Regions from separate parts of the Mus musculus genome. Here region 2 is linked to region 1. A link is a contact called in public Hi-C data. All regions are on one chromosome and are shown on one strand. The core of a region is the stretch at or near the end of the contact, and the rest is flanking DNA. Distances in the headings are between cores, read along the strand shown. Region 1 has its middle 13 kb from the start of Spg20. Region 2 holds the start of Dclk1 (doublecortin-like kinase 1).

Region 1 (7,434 bases), core at 3,657-6,156:
GTGTGCCTGCATGTGTGTCTAGGTACTACATGCATGCAGTGCTCATAGAGACCAGAAGAGGGCGTTAGATCCTCTGAAACAAGAGTTACAGATGGTTATGAGCTGCCATGTGGGCACTGAAAACTGAACCCAAGGTCCTCTGCAAGAATAGTCAGTGCCTTTAATTGCTGAGACATCTCTCTAGCTCCTCTTGGAGGGTCTAGATAGAAAGCAATACATACTGATTAAAAGTCTTGGATTTTAAATAAAATTATTGGTTATAAGTAAAGATAATGAAAATATTTCTGCCTGTGTGACACTGGAATGATCTCTGCAGGCCCTGTGAACACTGGCCTTTGCAGAAAGTGGTGGTGTGGCCCAGCCTCACTAGGCACACAGGGCCAACATTAGCCACGAGAGAGCCTCAGAGGGCAGAGCTTCTGTGACTCCATATCTCAGGGGTCGAAACTGACACAATGTTTTTCCCAGACCTGTTAGACAAGTGATTCATCTATTGAAGAAATGTGTCTGACATCATATTCTGAAAGAGACGTTCCTGTCCGACAGGCCCTGTGAGGAGCGGGTGTGGCAGCAGTCCCAAGATGGCGCCCAGGACTGCAGCTAAGTCTTATGACTTGCACCTGACTTCCTCATACACCTGAAAATAAGCCACAACCATCGTGAGAGCTGCGCAGGTGCACCATGATACTGGCAAATCCATATTTGGTGGAGACATGCCCCTGCCGCCCTGATTAGCTAAAGCTGCGTGCCTGGTGAGGTGACGTGGCCTGCCGTGAGTGGATGGGGGCTGAGAGTATATAAGAGTGAGAGGCCCGGGTTAGAGAGAGAAGGAAGAGAGATAAAGTTGAAGCGAGAGAGATGAAGACTGAAGTTTGCTGAATAAACTGCTGTTAGAAGGACTGGTGGTCGTGTCGTTCTTGCTGGTCGAGAGCGGACACGACAAGGCCCAGGTATCTGAATGCAGACAGCAGACTTCCTTTCTCTCCCCTGAGCTCTCCCTGCGCTCAGCTCTTCTCAGGAGGCCCAGCGGGGCTCAACACAAAGCCCCAGAGCTGTGTTGACATCTGAGATAGCCCACAATTACCCAGCCTGGTGCCTCTCAGCCTGTAGTCAACAGGGAGAAGGGAACCTTTGTTTGTTTGTTTGTTTTGTTTTTAGAGACCGTTTTTTTGTTCATGGGTAATTTTAAACGACAGTTTATTGTTGCAGGGTTGCTTTTGGCTACTAGGTTGTTTTCTAGCACACTGTCAGGACTTGTTCTCTGTTGCTTTGTGAAGATGAGTGGAGTGGAAAGACAAAACTGAATTGGGGATGTTTTTCGTCCTTGATGTACCTATGCTACACCCACTCCAGTAGTGACTCGCATGACAGGTCTAGAAACCTGGACCAAGTCCTGAGGCGACAAGTTCATGGAAACTTAGTCTCTTAGAACCGTGGCATCCTGTAAAACGAATGCTCTAATTCTGTCCTTTCGTTAGTCGGGTGTATGGATCAGGCATCTCAGTTTGCCAGATAGAAATCTCAGGGCAAGCTTAGCAAAGTATACTTAGAATCTTCATTACAGTCAGGTATGGCAGACTGCCTATTAGAAGAAAGTTGGTGAGTTCTTCTGACAAATGGAGATTCCCTACAGATACTTAAAAGAGCAGTCAAGTTACTCTCATATGCAAGAATTTACCATGGCCTAGGAAGAAGGGGGGGTGTAGTTTAAGGAGGAACTACAGTATTGCATTATTCATGAAAAGGCCAGCAAGAGCACCCCCTAGTGCAAGCTTTCACAAGGCTCAAAGTTGAAATCCTCTCCTGGCCCCTGTCATTAGCTGACTCTAGGCAGGGCTGCTTTTAATTCTTTACTGTAAACATTGCCTGGTTCCTGCCAGTCCTTTGAAGACATTCCTCTTTTGTGTCAGATAACTTCAATGCACCTTGCCTGCTGTGACAACCTACTTTTTTGTTTTCTTCTGTATACATATATTATATATATGTGTATATATGTATGCATTTCTTCTGAATATATATTATATATATATGATACTAACTTTGACAAAATTACATCCAGATACCACACTCCCTTGTGCCCATGTCTGTCACCCTGCCGACTCCTGCCACCTAACTGAGGCTCGTCCTCGGCATACCTACACTTGACATCTTTTAAAAAATGCCAGCATGGGCCTAGAGAGATGGTTCTCAAGAGCACTTGCTGCTCTTGCAGAGGACACAGGTTCTATTTCCAGCTCCTAACCATTCGTAATCCTGGTTCCAGGGGATTCAATGCCTTGTGGTTGCTGAAGGCATCAGGCACTGCTATGTGCATGACAAACACTCATACACACAAAATAAGGATAAATCTTCCAAAAATAATAAAAATACAGTCAGATTTACTAAGGCTGGGGAAGGGCCTGACGGTGTGCACTTTGAGGTGACCCTGGAGTCCTGGGGGAGGTGGGGGTGGTGCTTGATGCACAGTCGGTATTCTAAGTGACATGGAACCCAGGGAACTTCTTACAGGTGCTGGTCTATAAGAATGTGACAATCACAGGACTTTCTTCTGAAAACTATAAGCATCTTAAAGATCTCTAGTTGACTTTCTTTCTTCTCTTATTACCTTTTCTGTGGAAGTGCGTAACTAGAACTGCATTCTTTCCCAAAGTCCAGAGATCAGGAGTTAACTAACACCCCCCCCCAACACACACACACACACACACACATACACTCTACCTTCATCCCCCAACTCATCAATGGGGAGATGCTGTGTGGTCTAGTCTCATTCCTCTTTAACTTTACCCATCAAATCTTATAGCCCCTGCCTGTCTCTTTATAAACGAAACAAGCAAACAAACAAAGTGTTGAGTGATCAGAGTGTTCCAGTTGTGTTGGTTTGTGTGTTTAGTCACTTTCTTATGAAATTAGTCTGCAATTGGATCGGCACAGAAGATGACTGTGACATAACATCACACACAGTACATTGTTTGACACCCTCCAGCAGGCTCAGAGCAGTCCTGTCCCAGCATGCCAGCATAGCCCATGTCCCAGAACATCCACAGGTCAGCACTGAAGCCCTGGGTCTCCCTTTTATTTTGAAATAAAGGCTTTAAGAAAACGCAATTGAGCCGGGTGTGGTGGTGCACGCCTTTGATCCCAGCACTTGGGAGGCAGAGGCAGGCAGATTTCTGAGTTCGAGGCCAGCCTGGTCTACAAAGTGAGTTCCAGGACAGCCAGGGCTACACAGAGAAACCCTGTCTCAAAAAAAAAAGAAAAGAAAAGAAAAGAAAAGAAAAGAAAAGAAAAGAAAAGAAAAGGCAATTGATACAATCTCTGCCTAGGCTTCCCAGGGCTTTCTTCAAAGAGAACATTCAACATAGCCGTGGGACATGCTTAACACCAAGACATTCATGCTGGCTCAGGACTAGTAACTAAACTTTGCATTAATATTTTTATGTACAGTCATATTTTTGAAGGGAGAGGTAAATATATATCACTCTGAAAAAAGTACCACCACATTCGGGGGGTAGAGATTCACCTTTCTATTTCTCTCTGTCCTTATCTCTTCCCACAAAGAGCCACCATTAATCCCTTCGAGTTCCTCCATCAAAGTGTCTTTAGAGTCCCTCACTCTTCTAGGGCATTTTCCACCTCTCTTGTGGATTTTTCTAAAAGCCTTCCCCCTCTGCACTCTAAATGGCTCCTTTTCCTTTCCTCGTGTGACCAACGTTTGCTGAACACAAGGCCTTCATGCCAGGCTCCTGCTTTAGTGACTTGCGCTGCCAGGAAAAGAAATCTATTGCTTCTGAAAAATTTCTGAAGCCTCAATAAACGGAGCCGACTTCCCATGATGCCTTTACTCCACTCTCTGCTCTGCTCTCGGCCACGCCCTGACCGCAGCTGCCCAGGGCAGACTTGGAGACCCAGCTGCCTGCTGGCTAAGTTTCTCAAATGCCACACATTCCGTGGAACTGGATCCCCACTCCATCAAAATTGTCACACAGGGCTCACTACCCCGCGCCCCCTTCAGTGCTACCCTTAGCTTCTGTGTCTCCCTGTACCCTCTTCCTTCCTCAGTTATTTCAAGGATAATTACAAGGAATCCATCAATGCCCGTATTCTGCTTATGAGAATAAGAATTTAGCTGAAATTCTAAGCCTGGCTGAGTTCTAAAAAATATCACTTACAAAAGGCTGGAGACCAATGCATTTTCTCTTTAAAATCGTTTACCCACCAGGCTGGAGAGACAGCTGGTGGCTACTAAGGTCACTGGCTGCTCTTGCAGAGGGCCTGGGTTCAGTTCCCAGCACCCACATAGCAGCTCGCATACACCTGTAATTCCCTTTCCAGGGGATCAGACTTTCTCTTCTGGCCTCTGTGAATACTATATGGGCATGGTACACAGACTTGTGAACAGGCAAAACACCAGGACACATAAAAATAAACAAACCTTACAAAAACATAGTTTACCTGGGACAAGAACCATTTTGTAAGCTCCTTTTAAAGAGGGGTTCTGGGCCAAGATGGAGTGAATAGATGTGAATAGTATAAGCACTGGTACAGACATCTGGTACAGGGCTCAGTGACATTTAAATGCAATAAGAATGAATTATTAAGTACAATACTCATTTACCTCAGATAGCATAAGCTGTATGAATTACTTGTTTCCTGTTTTCATACTAATACAAGTTAGATCTTAGCATTACACACAAGGAAAATATTGAAAAAGTTCATAATTCCTTGCTACCAGCTGGTGCTCCTGGCTAACTCTCCAAGGTCATTGGCATTCCTTTATAGGGGACAGTGAGCTGGGAATATTTTTAATGTCTCAACAACATGAGATTCTTTGCTTTGTCTGTCCCCTCCGCCCTCCCTCCCTCCTAGGTTGCTGACACATTAGCTACCCTTTCAGTGGCTGAGCATGCAGGAATGAACAGCACAGCAGGTCCCCTGCTGTCAGCGGGATGAGTGCACTGAGCAGATGGAGGCAGAAGAGCCATTGATTAAGAATACTTAATTTTTCAAAGTCATGTTTATTAATCACAACAATTTTTTTTTTTTTTTTTTTTGCTTTTCTGTAATTCCTAAGATGCTTCTGTCCAGATATTTTCACTGTCTCCTCATGTAAGAAGTACCGGCGAGAAGTTATTTCTAATTTGCTGTTCATGTGCCCTTCCTAATAAACTGTGAATGTAATCAGTTGACATTTCTACAGTGCTCAGTATTGAAGCCAGTCTCTGACTGTAATGCTTTCTTTCATTTCTGAGGGCAAAAGCAAAACTCCATACGATACTGCATATCATCATTAAAGAATACTGTTGCAGTTTTTCTCTATACACATCTTCTTTTCTCTAAAATAAACCAGCTACTGATTTGCTTCCAAGGTCATCTGCCTCCTGTCCTTTCTCTCTCTCTCTCTCTCTCTCTCTCTCTCTCTCTCTCTCTCTCTCTCTCTCATGCCAACATTTTGTCTACTTCATAATTGTACTGAGACTTTAAACAGCAATGAATGGGCACAATGAAAGTCGTAGCACCCATTAAGCCATCCAGTCTCTTAATGATTGTGGCAGTCAGAAAATTAGGAGAATTTTTAGTACTTCTTCACTCTATGCCTCCAAATCCTGCTGTGATTTTTACAGATCCTCCCCGCCCCCTCTTCTGAGTTTTAAGTTTCATTTGGAACCATGACTGCCACACCCCAGCTGTGACAAATGCTTGGATTTTGGTTTGGAGCATGGCCAGTCCCAGTTGCTTCCCTAGGGAATCATAGAAGATCCCTTTGCCAGACTTAAAGAAGAGAAGCATAGGAGTCAGACTCAGCAGCAGCCTTTGTCTCAGGTGGCTTTACCATGATCTCCAGGTCACTCATTAGCTTTGCAAAGGCAGGGTCTGGAGAGGTGTCTCAGCAGCTAAAGTTCCTGGTTGCTCTCCCAGAGGGCTAGTGTTCAGTTCCCAGCATCCACGTGGATGCTCACAATTATCTGTGACTCTAGTTCCAAGGGATGCCCTCTTCTGGCCTCCTTGGGTTCCAGGCATCATATGGTACATACTCATACATGCAAGCGAACAATCATATATATGTGTGCATGTGTGTGTGTGTGTATGATGTGTATGTATATATTATACACACACACACATATAATAAAAATAAGTGGTGAAAGTAAAAGAAAAAAAACACTGCATTCTTAGGACCCATGAAATCCCGTTTTTATATTGCTAATGTCCTTTCAGACTTTCTCAAAATTTCTGTGTTTACACAGGAGCCCTCACTGTGCACAAGGCAGTGAACTCAGATTGCATATGAAAACATGGACCCAGCGCTGTGAGCCCTTTCTTATCTTCTAGACAGAAGCATAGTAGAAGATAGACAGAGATTCAGCCCTAAAAATAAAGCTGCCTACCCCTTAAATAAAGGGACAGAGGGCATGGGCAAAACAATTGAAATGGCGAGAATATCCACTAAGAGAATATCCACTGGCTTATGGTTCCCTACCAGAGTTGGAGTGAGTCACATGAGGAAGGGGGCAGGGTGATGTGGAGCCTGGCCTTGGGGAAACAAGGAAAGAGACTGAAAAGGCTCTTTCATTCTCCTGGCAGAGGCAGCCTTGCAGCTGGGGCCCCTACCGCTCTGATGATACCCTGCTGGCTGGTGGCCTCTTGAGAGAGCCTGGTAGAGACTGGTCTTAACCCCAGTCTCTGGTAATGGGGGACGCAGTTTAAAATGACCACCCAGCAAGTCAAGAATATCTAATCGACCTAAATTTTAACTTCACAGCCTGTTTTTTTGAGACCCAGGAGAGTAGCTCCAGGCTATTCACAGTGATAGCAAAACCCGAGTCTGCTCAAATCCCTCGTGTAAAATGGCTTGGTATTTGCATTGAGTCCAAAATTTATTCAGCTGTAGCAGCCATCATCTGAAATTTGATATCTGAAACATTCCAAAAACCCTTAACTTTTTGAGCACTCACTGCTGCCCCAAATGGACTGTGCTTTTTACAAACTCAAAGACTTCATGTAAACCCGAGACTTTCTTGCTGAAAAACTACATTTCCCAGCTTCCCTTGCGGATTATGGAACTCTTATCCACTCTTGTAAGGGTCCTTGTCAGTCTTAACTTTTTTTATCCTCTGCATCCCTTACTGTGGATAAACAGGGTTCCCACCCCAGGTAAGACCAAAACTTTCTTTCTTTGCCTTCATCTTTCTATGGCAGCTTTAATATAATCTTACATATAGTGCCGACGATCCTGGATGAAATCGGAGACTAATAGTGGCTCAAGCCTACTCATAGAAAACCTCCCTGGGTCTCATAGAGCCCTCAACCATGAGCCACATAACATTTTCTTTATTTCTGTCTCTCCTCACTGTCTCCCCCTGACAGTCTGACCTAGGTGGGAGGCCGCACTACTTTCCACCAGAATGTGCACGCAACTTAGCAGAACACTGGATCGAG
Region 2 (7,434 bases), core at 1,899-4,398, 140 kb before region 1:
TTGACGATTCAATGACCAGTTAGTTCTCTGAGAGAAGAGACATAAACAGAACCCTCTTCTAAAACTCACACAGCTCCAACAAGGCGTGTAGTCTCATCAAAGCTAGGTCTGGGAAACAGGGTTGACCCAGAGTGTCCCAGTTACAAATGAGGAGTTGGATTTTCAAGTTCTTTTAATCGGGATTCCAAAGTCGGTGCTCTTGGTCTCCAGCCCCATGACACTAGGTTCTGTTCCCATGGGAAGCATGGACTTTGAAGCCACCACACCTGCCTAGGCTTTCTCCTGGACATCTCTCTTCTGTTGTTAACTCCACTGAGAGGAATTAAAACCCTTAGTGTGAGTTAGGAGTATCTTCACTTCAAGCAGAAAAGCCATCTCTCGTGCCTCATAAACAAGCCATTGTCACCTAATTCTGCATCTTTATAAAAGCTATACCAGCCATGGAGTGGTTTTGTTGGGTTTGTAAGTAAATAACTTCAAAATAGTCACCACTGGGACCAGTCCCATTGGTATTAGCTGCATAACAGAACCCAAATTCTGCTTTGATATTGGTATCTGCTCCTACTTTGTTCATATATTTGTTAAGCAGTCAGTCTTCAAAAAGGCATGTGGGTTGATCGAGGAAGGGGATGGAGGAGATTGCAAAGCTATGCCCACACACTAAGCTCACCAGAACTTTAATGGTAAATGCCAAGGTGACTTTTGGTTGCATTTGTTTTCTTTTTAAAGGCACTGGCCATCCTTCCATTCCTAGGGGCTTCCTCCAAAGTTGACTTATGCAAAAAGGAAATAAGGAGGAACCTAGCAAAAGAGTGACACTGTTATGTGACCAGAAATGGCAGACATCAACTTCCAAGGGTCTTCAGTGGTTCACAATTGGCAAAATCCAAAAAAAAAAAAAAAAAAAGTTTTGGCAGCAATTCAAACTGGGAATGCTTTTAGGATCAAGATTCCACACTAAATGATAGAAAATCTATTTAAAACAGAAGGTTTTGCTCATTTTAGTAACAGGTTCACCCAGGGCAGGCATTACATTCCCTGCTCCCCACCCATGAGCAGGCAGTGATGGGACCAGCATGGCAGAGCTATGCTCGAAGTGAAATAACTGCCAACCCCACAGCTTCCACTAACTGAAAGCCAAGGCCCGCTGCGCACACTTCAGTCTTCTGGGAATCATGTGTGGAATGAAAACAGGTGCCCTCCCCTCGCCTCTGCTGGCTCGGCTTTCAGAGTCTTAGTCACACATGTGAACTAAGAACTCTAGAAGAAAATTCTCCGGGCTCCCACAGGTTCACACTTCCTATACAGGAAGCTAGCTAGAACACACTTGGCCAGCATTTGCAGAGCATGGGAGGATAGAAGTCTCTGGATACAAATGTGGGCACCAAGAAGGTGCTCAGAGCCCTCAGCCACAGAGACTACAAACTGTGGGTGGGGAAGAGCATGGACTTTTATCATACTCTACAAATATTACAAAGCCAGAGAAGCAGTGTTGCTCGTTGTGGGGTTTCTCACCATTCTAAGGAATATTATATTCACCTTTCTGTGAATGAGCTCCCATTTCATCAATTTTAGAAACACACACACACACACACACACACACACACACACACACACACACACACACGTCTAGCATAAATCCACGCCATCACACATGGAAATCCCAAAGCATATTTTAGCAGTTGGATTAGGATTCAGGTGGATAGAGAGGTATGGAATAAAAGACATGCATGTGTTTCTCCGGAGTGCACGCACCACCCAAGCCAGCACATCACAGGATGTGGGAACATCTTTTAAATGTTCTTACATATAACCTCTCTTGAAATCCCTCCTAACCTGCATTCATGAAACATTCCATACCTAAAACGCTGCCCTACTTTCCTTTCCCATTGAAAGGCGATATATTTAGGAACAGTCATGACACGGTCGTTCCCCACCCCCCCCCCGCCCCCTTCGGAACACCCTGCAGTGTGGCAGCTGAGCGCGCGTGCACAGTAACCTGGGCACACATTCACAGGTGCAGTCAGAGAGGGAGCCCTGTTTGAATGAAATCTTCTTGTTACTTCTCTCACCCACAAGGATTTCCTTGCCAAATCCAGTGGCGATGCCTCAGAAACCTGATTTTCAAAAGCAGCCTCTTTTGTGGGGCAATGCGGCGCTGTGTGTGCGCTCCCCCTAGGAGGAAAATGTCTTTTCCTCTCTGCATGCTTTTAGCACTGCAGGTACTAATTCGTACACAAGGCTTCCTGGCTGTCCCCAGAGGAACTTGAGACCATGCAAAAAGGTACTTGCAACGCCTACACTGCAGCCCCCATCACCAGGCACATGCCACCCTCCTGGGCACTCGGGAAAGCATGCACACAATAAGAGGCCAGGCCCAGCCACTCCTTCCTTGCCCACTTGGTCCTAGCTCCACAGTCAATCCTGACAATGACAAGCGCCTCTCCCAGCTCCTCCGCGGCTCTCTATCTCCAACAACAAGGGGATGGAAAGCCTTGGAGGGCCCAACCCGCCAGACTCCCTATTTAAAGCCGGTGGCACCAGACAAAAGAGGCAGGAGCCAGCAACCCTGGGGCCGCGGGCACACAACGCTTCCTGGCCGGACCAAACTAGCCAGCCCAGAGCAGCCGTCTTTCGAGGAACGGCGGGCGGGGCGGCTGCTGCCCAGTGGGGTCCATCCTGGCCAGGGCTTCCAGGGCTGCGGTCAGACGGCACCACGGGGCCTGCCCGCACCTTCCCCAGCCCAGGCAAAGCACGCACCGGTCGCGGGTGGAGGCTGGGTTGTCTGTGGCCGGCTGCTGGAGCTGTCCTCGCCGGGCTGGGCGCGGCTGGGGCTGCGGAGCACGAGCGTCTGGAAGCTGCGACCGCTAGTGCACTGATGCGCTGGAGCTGGTCCTCATTGAAATGCGGTTCTCCGCTCAGCCTCACTCCAGCCTCTCTCCCGAGGAGGGCGGTGGCGCGCAAGCTTTTCTTGTGTCTCACTCGCTCACATGCCCTCCCTTCTCCCTCCTTCTCCTGCTCCGCCCTCCGCCCTCCTTGGCAGGGCGCGCCCACCGTGGCTGAGTCCAGGGTCCTCCCTCCTCTAGCCAGGCTTCTGGTTGCAATGGTCTTGGTAATCTGGATTGCCTGGACACCCCTCCGCTCCCAAGCCTCCCCAGTCGCTAGAAGGACTTGCCAGAGGATGGGGGCAGATTGGTTGGTGGCTCAGGGAACTGAGAAAGAATATCGATAGAGATGAATCTGAAGCAGGTCATGTGCTGGGCAGAGAAGTGGTCCAGTATTGAGGTCGCCTTCATCAAAGGAGACCAGAGGAACTCACCCACCTACCCACACACCCCTACATCTTTTCATTTGGCATTGTGGTTTGACACGCCCTTCCCAGGAATAGGGAAGCCAGTAGGATTGCCCCTCAAAACTGCTTTTTCTGAACTGTCCTGGGAGACCAGATCTGGACCCTTCAAACTAAGCAATGTAAAGTAATCCTCAGTCTCCCTACTTGGGGAGGGCCACGTTCCACTCGTCATTCGCGATTGACCCCAAGACATGAGTCACTGTTGAGATGGTGGCCTCCTGCTTAGGGCTTTATTTCACAATAAGCTTTTGATAACTTAAGGCCACACTTAGACTGCTCTTGGAGGCCTCTTGGCTGCAAGACTGGCAGTCTGTCAGGGTGGAAAGTCCCATAAGCTTACACAAGCCTTCCCTCCCCGAACAAGAATGTTCTCAGAACCCAGATGTTCACAGCTTCCACTGGATACAATTCTGGGGACTGGGACCCCATCCCAGGTATCTCTGAAACATTTGCATGGCTCAGTATGCAGCCTAAATATATATATTTAAAAGTCATTAGACAATACATAGACACATGCCAATATATGTATTTGTTTGTCTTACTGACTCTGGGCTGCTCAATAAAAAACACAAAATTAATTTTTTCTGCCCACTGGGTCCAGTTATGTATTTTACTATTTATTGTTACTAAAAGTTATTCTGAAATTCTCCTGAAGTATTCTGTTCATGCTGATTACCCTTTGTTAGAAAATGCAGCCAACTGGGATATGTATTACATATTCAATAAATGATGAGATATCTACTTCTGAGCTACTCAAGAGGCCAGAGATGAGTGTAGAATGCACTCACCAAATTAACTAGATGCAAAGTCCCACGCTCTGCTTCTTCAAATTCTAGTGCAAAAGTAAGGCTCAGAGCTAAGCCAAGAGATGGACACCAAACAAGTCTGTTTCATTGAGACCAGAAATCAAGACCTCCACTTATCTTGCCAGTGAGAAGTCCCCAGTGATTTCTTCCAAGTGTGTGACTAATAGAGATCCTACCTCGAACCTCCCCCCAGTGGACATGCTGTCAAGGTCATTTCATTTTATAAATGACTTATTTATCTCAATTTTATGTGTATGAATGTTTGCCTACATGTATGTATGCATAGCACATGTGTGCAGTGCTCCTGGAGACCAGGAGAGGATGTGGTATCCCCTAGAGCTGGAGTTGCAGGTGTTTGTAAGCCACTGTGTGGGTGCTGGGAACTGAACCCAGGTCCTCTGCAAATGTAACAAGAGCTCCTACCCACTGAGCCATCTCTCCAGCCTCCTCGAGGTAATTTATTAAGCATTTTATATGACTTAACCGTATCTTACCATGGTCCTAGTGTTACAGGGTCTGCTTAAATCCATCATAACTCAAACACCAGGTCAATGAAGAAGACAAAAATGTATTGTAATCAAGTTGCTACTGGTCAATCAGGACCTCAGAAAAGACTCAGGAGCTGAACTGAAGCAAAGAGCCAGAATATCACAGGATATTTAAGCTCACATCTCATAAACACCTACGCCAAGTTATTATTACAGTTTTTCACCAATTAGTATAGGAGTAGGCTCTTGGGTCTGGGAATATTACCTTAGGTTAACCCAGATAGCAAGATGGAGTTGTCCTTGAAATATCTGAATTCAGACAACTGTCTCCTGAGATATTTGGATTCAGACAAGTGTATCCTTTCAATAGAAGCTGTTCAGCTATTGGGAAGTCCCCAGTTCCCCTAGAGCCTAGAACCTTGAATTTAGTTTGCCCCTGTGGTTAAATGGGAGTCTAAAAACAAAATGGCAGTATTTAGAACAAGTTGGGTTTTTGTTTTTTTGTTTGTTTTTTTTTTTTTTTTGAGAATTCCCAACACTAGGGTGTTTACTTGAAAAATGAAAATAATGTAATAAAAGAAACAAGATCATAGATGACTTTTTAAATGGGAATATCTCTAGACATTTTACCTTCTCCTAAAACTACAAGTAACAAGTAAGTGGATGAATGCCCTCAACAATACCATGGCCACCAAGCTATGGCCGTAACGTAGCAGAAAAGCATTCTGGGTAAACCGCACCAGGAACCTGACTAGACGAACGTCCAAAGTTGTCCCAAGGCAGCTTAAGTCTTTAGAGGATACAATTCATATTTTATTCTCTGAGAATTTCATAAAATGTATTTTGATCATATTTACCCCCTGCCCTAATTTCTTCTAAATTGGCCCTCACCTCCCTACTATTCAGCTTCATGTTTTCTTTTAAAACCACTAAGCTGTTATGTAACATCTTCCTTCAAGATTGAAACATCCCATCCTCCAGGAAGCTCCTGAAGCTGGTAGGTAAAGTGACCCAAAATAGCTGCAGAAAGCCCTGAAACCAACCAGATTTACCAACTTCTCCCTGCCAGGGTAATCTAGAACAGCTGAGAGTCCTTCTCAGACGAGACAAGCTGCAAAGAGGACTCTGAGACCAGAGCCCCTGCCAGAAAGAGGTTAGGTCAGGGGCACTTGGAGTGAACATTGTCTACCCAGCTGAGCTGCCTGCAGGCTGTGCAAGGTACTTCGGTTTTCCTACACTTTTTGAGCCCTCACCTATGCTGGGTGAGCCTTGGTGATGCAACTGTCTTTGAGTCATTTCTACTCCTGCAAGTAACCCAATAAAACTCAGTCGGTCACCAAGTTAGACTTTGGAGTATCCATACATTGGTCTGCTGTGGGTTCCCAATCTGGGGTAAGTAGATGTGGGTGTTGTGTCTCCCAAATGTGTCTTGTCACACAACACCAGTCCACTTTGTGTTACCCAGCTACTCTTGGGAATAGGGTCTGCCCTATAATGTCATTTACCTACCAGGGTCACACACAGTTTAAATAACCAAACAAACGAACACTGACTCTTTTCCAGCAGAGGATGCCCCAGATCCCCAGCCAGAGTGGGATTGTTTTGTGCCCACTTCCCTGTATTGGGATTTTTGTCTGTCCTGAGTTTTTCATGGGTCGTGTGCATTCTCCCACAGATCACTGTGAGTTCATGTGGGCAGCCATCATTTTGTGTCCAGAGAACAGTTTCCCTGTAGTATCACCAGCTCTGGCTCTCGGCATCTGTCTACCCTCTCTTCATCACTGGTTCCTATGCCTTAGAGAGATAAATGTGGCAAGTGTATCTGTTACAGGGTCTCGCTATGTAACCTTGTCTGGCCTGAAACTCACATACAGACTAGGATGACCTCAAACTCAGAGAGATCTGCCTGACACCGCCCCCCCTGGAAATGTGCCACCAAGTCTGGCTCAAAACATGTTTTAAATTGGCACTATTCCCCTTTACAAGAAGGAATTGATCCAAAAACTGACTCTGTGTGTGTATATCTGTATCTGTATCTATATCCATATGTATGTATGTATATGTATATGTATATGTATATGTATATGTATATGTATATGTATATGTATATGTATATGTATATGTATATGATGTATATGTATATGTATATGTATGTATGTGTATGTGTATGTGTATGTGTATGTGTATGTGTATGTGTATGTGTATGTGTATGTGTATGTGTATGTGTATATGTATATGTAGTCTGACAAGACACATAACAGGTGTAACCTAAAAGGAAGGAGATTTTTTTTCTTGACTCAAAGTTTCAAGAAATACAGTCTATTGTATTAATAAATGCCAAGACCAGCTCCACTTTCTAAAACTACCCATGTTTTAAAATTCAAGACAGTTTTACCACCACCTTGGTCATTATGTCTATAAGGCAACCCTGAATTCTAGTGTGTTGTGTAATCTCCTCTAGAAAACGCAGCCTTTAAATCAAATAGTTTGTCAGGCTGAAGAGATTGTAGTTAGAGCACTGACTGCTCTCACAGAGGATCCAAGTTTGAATCCCAGCACCTACATGGCAGGTCACAGCCATTTGTAACCCTAGTAACAGGAGCTCCAACTCCTTCTTCTGTCCTCCTGGGTACCAACCACACAAGTTGTACTCATGCATACATGCAGGCAAAACGTCTATACACATAAAATAAGGTAATTTTTAAAAGCTAGTACCTGCTATATAGCTTTCATATACAGTTCAGGCCCCTCTGCCTACACTGGCATCACACAGTGATCTGGGCCCTCA

What was found. A called contact is a pair of places that touch in the nucleus more often than the background predicts.
Region 2: a contact with region 1 is called in a Hi-C map of myocytes, with 1.9 times the contacts expected there. The contact joins the promoter of Dclk1 here to the enhancer-like site in region 1. A contact is called at or near these places in 2 of 39 promoter capture datasets (the 3T3-L1 cell line and 3T3-L1-derived adipocytes), 2 of 484 Hi-C or Micro-C datasets (myocytes and neural progenitor cells) and 1 of 9 other capture datasets (liver).

The regions. Positions count from the first base shown.
Region 1 is chr3:55,095,648-55,103,081 of GRCm38.p6, reverse strand. No RefSeq gene overlaps it. Among named protein-coding and RNA genes, the nearest start is that of Spg20, 13 kb to the left of the region's middle. Within about 2 kb of position 4,906, at least 42 of the 459 cell types and tissues checked have an H3K27ac peak or open chromatin away from gene starts, as enhancers often do. A contact at or near this core is called in myocytes and neural progenitor cells, where this site is marked.
Region 2 is chr3:55,238,078-55,245,511 of GRCm38.p6, reverse strand. Dclk1 (doublecortin-like kinase 1) reads right to left here and starts at 3,148. Exons shown (of 17, transcript NM_001195538.2): 1 at 2,761-3,148.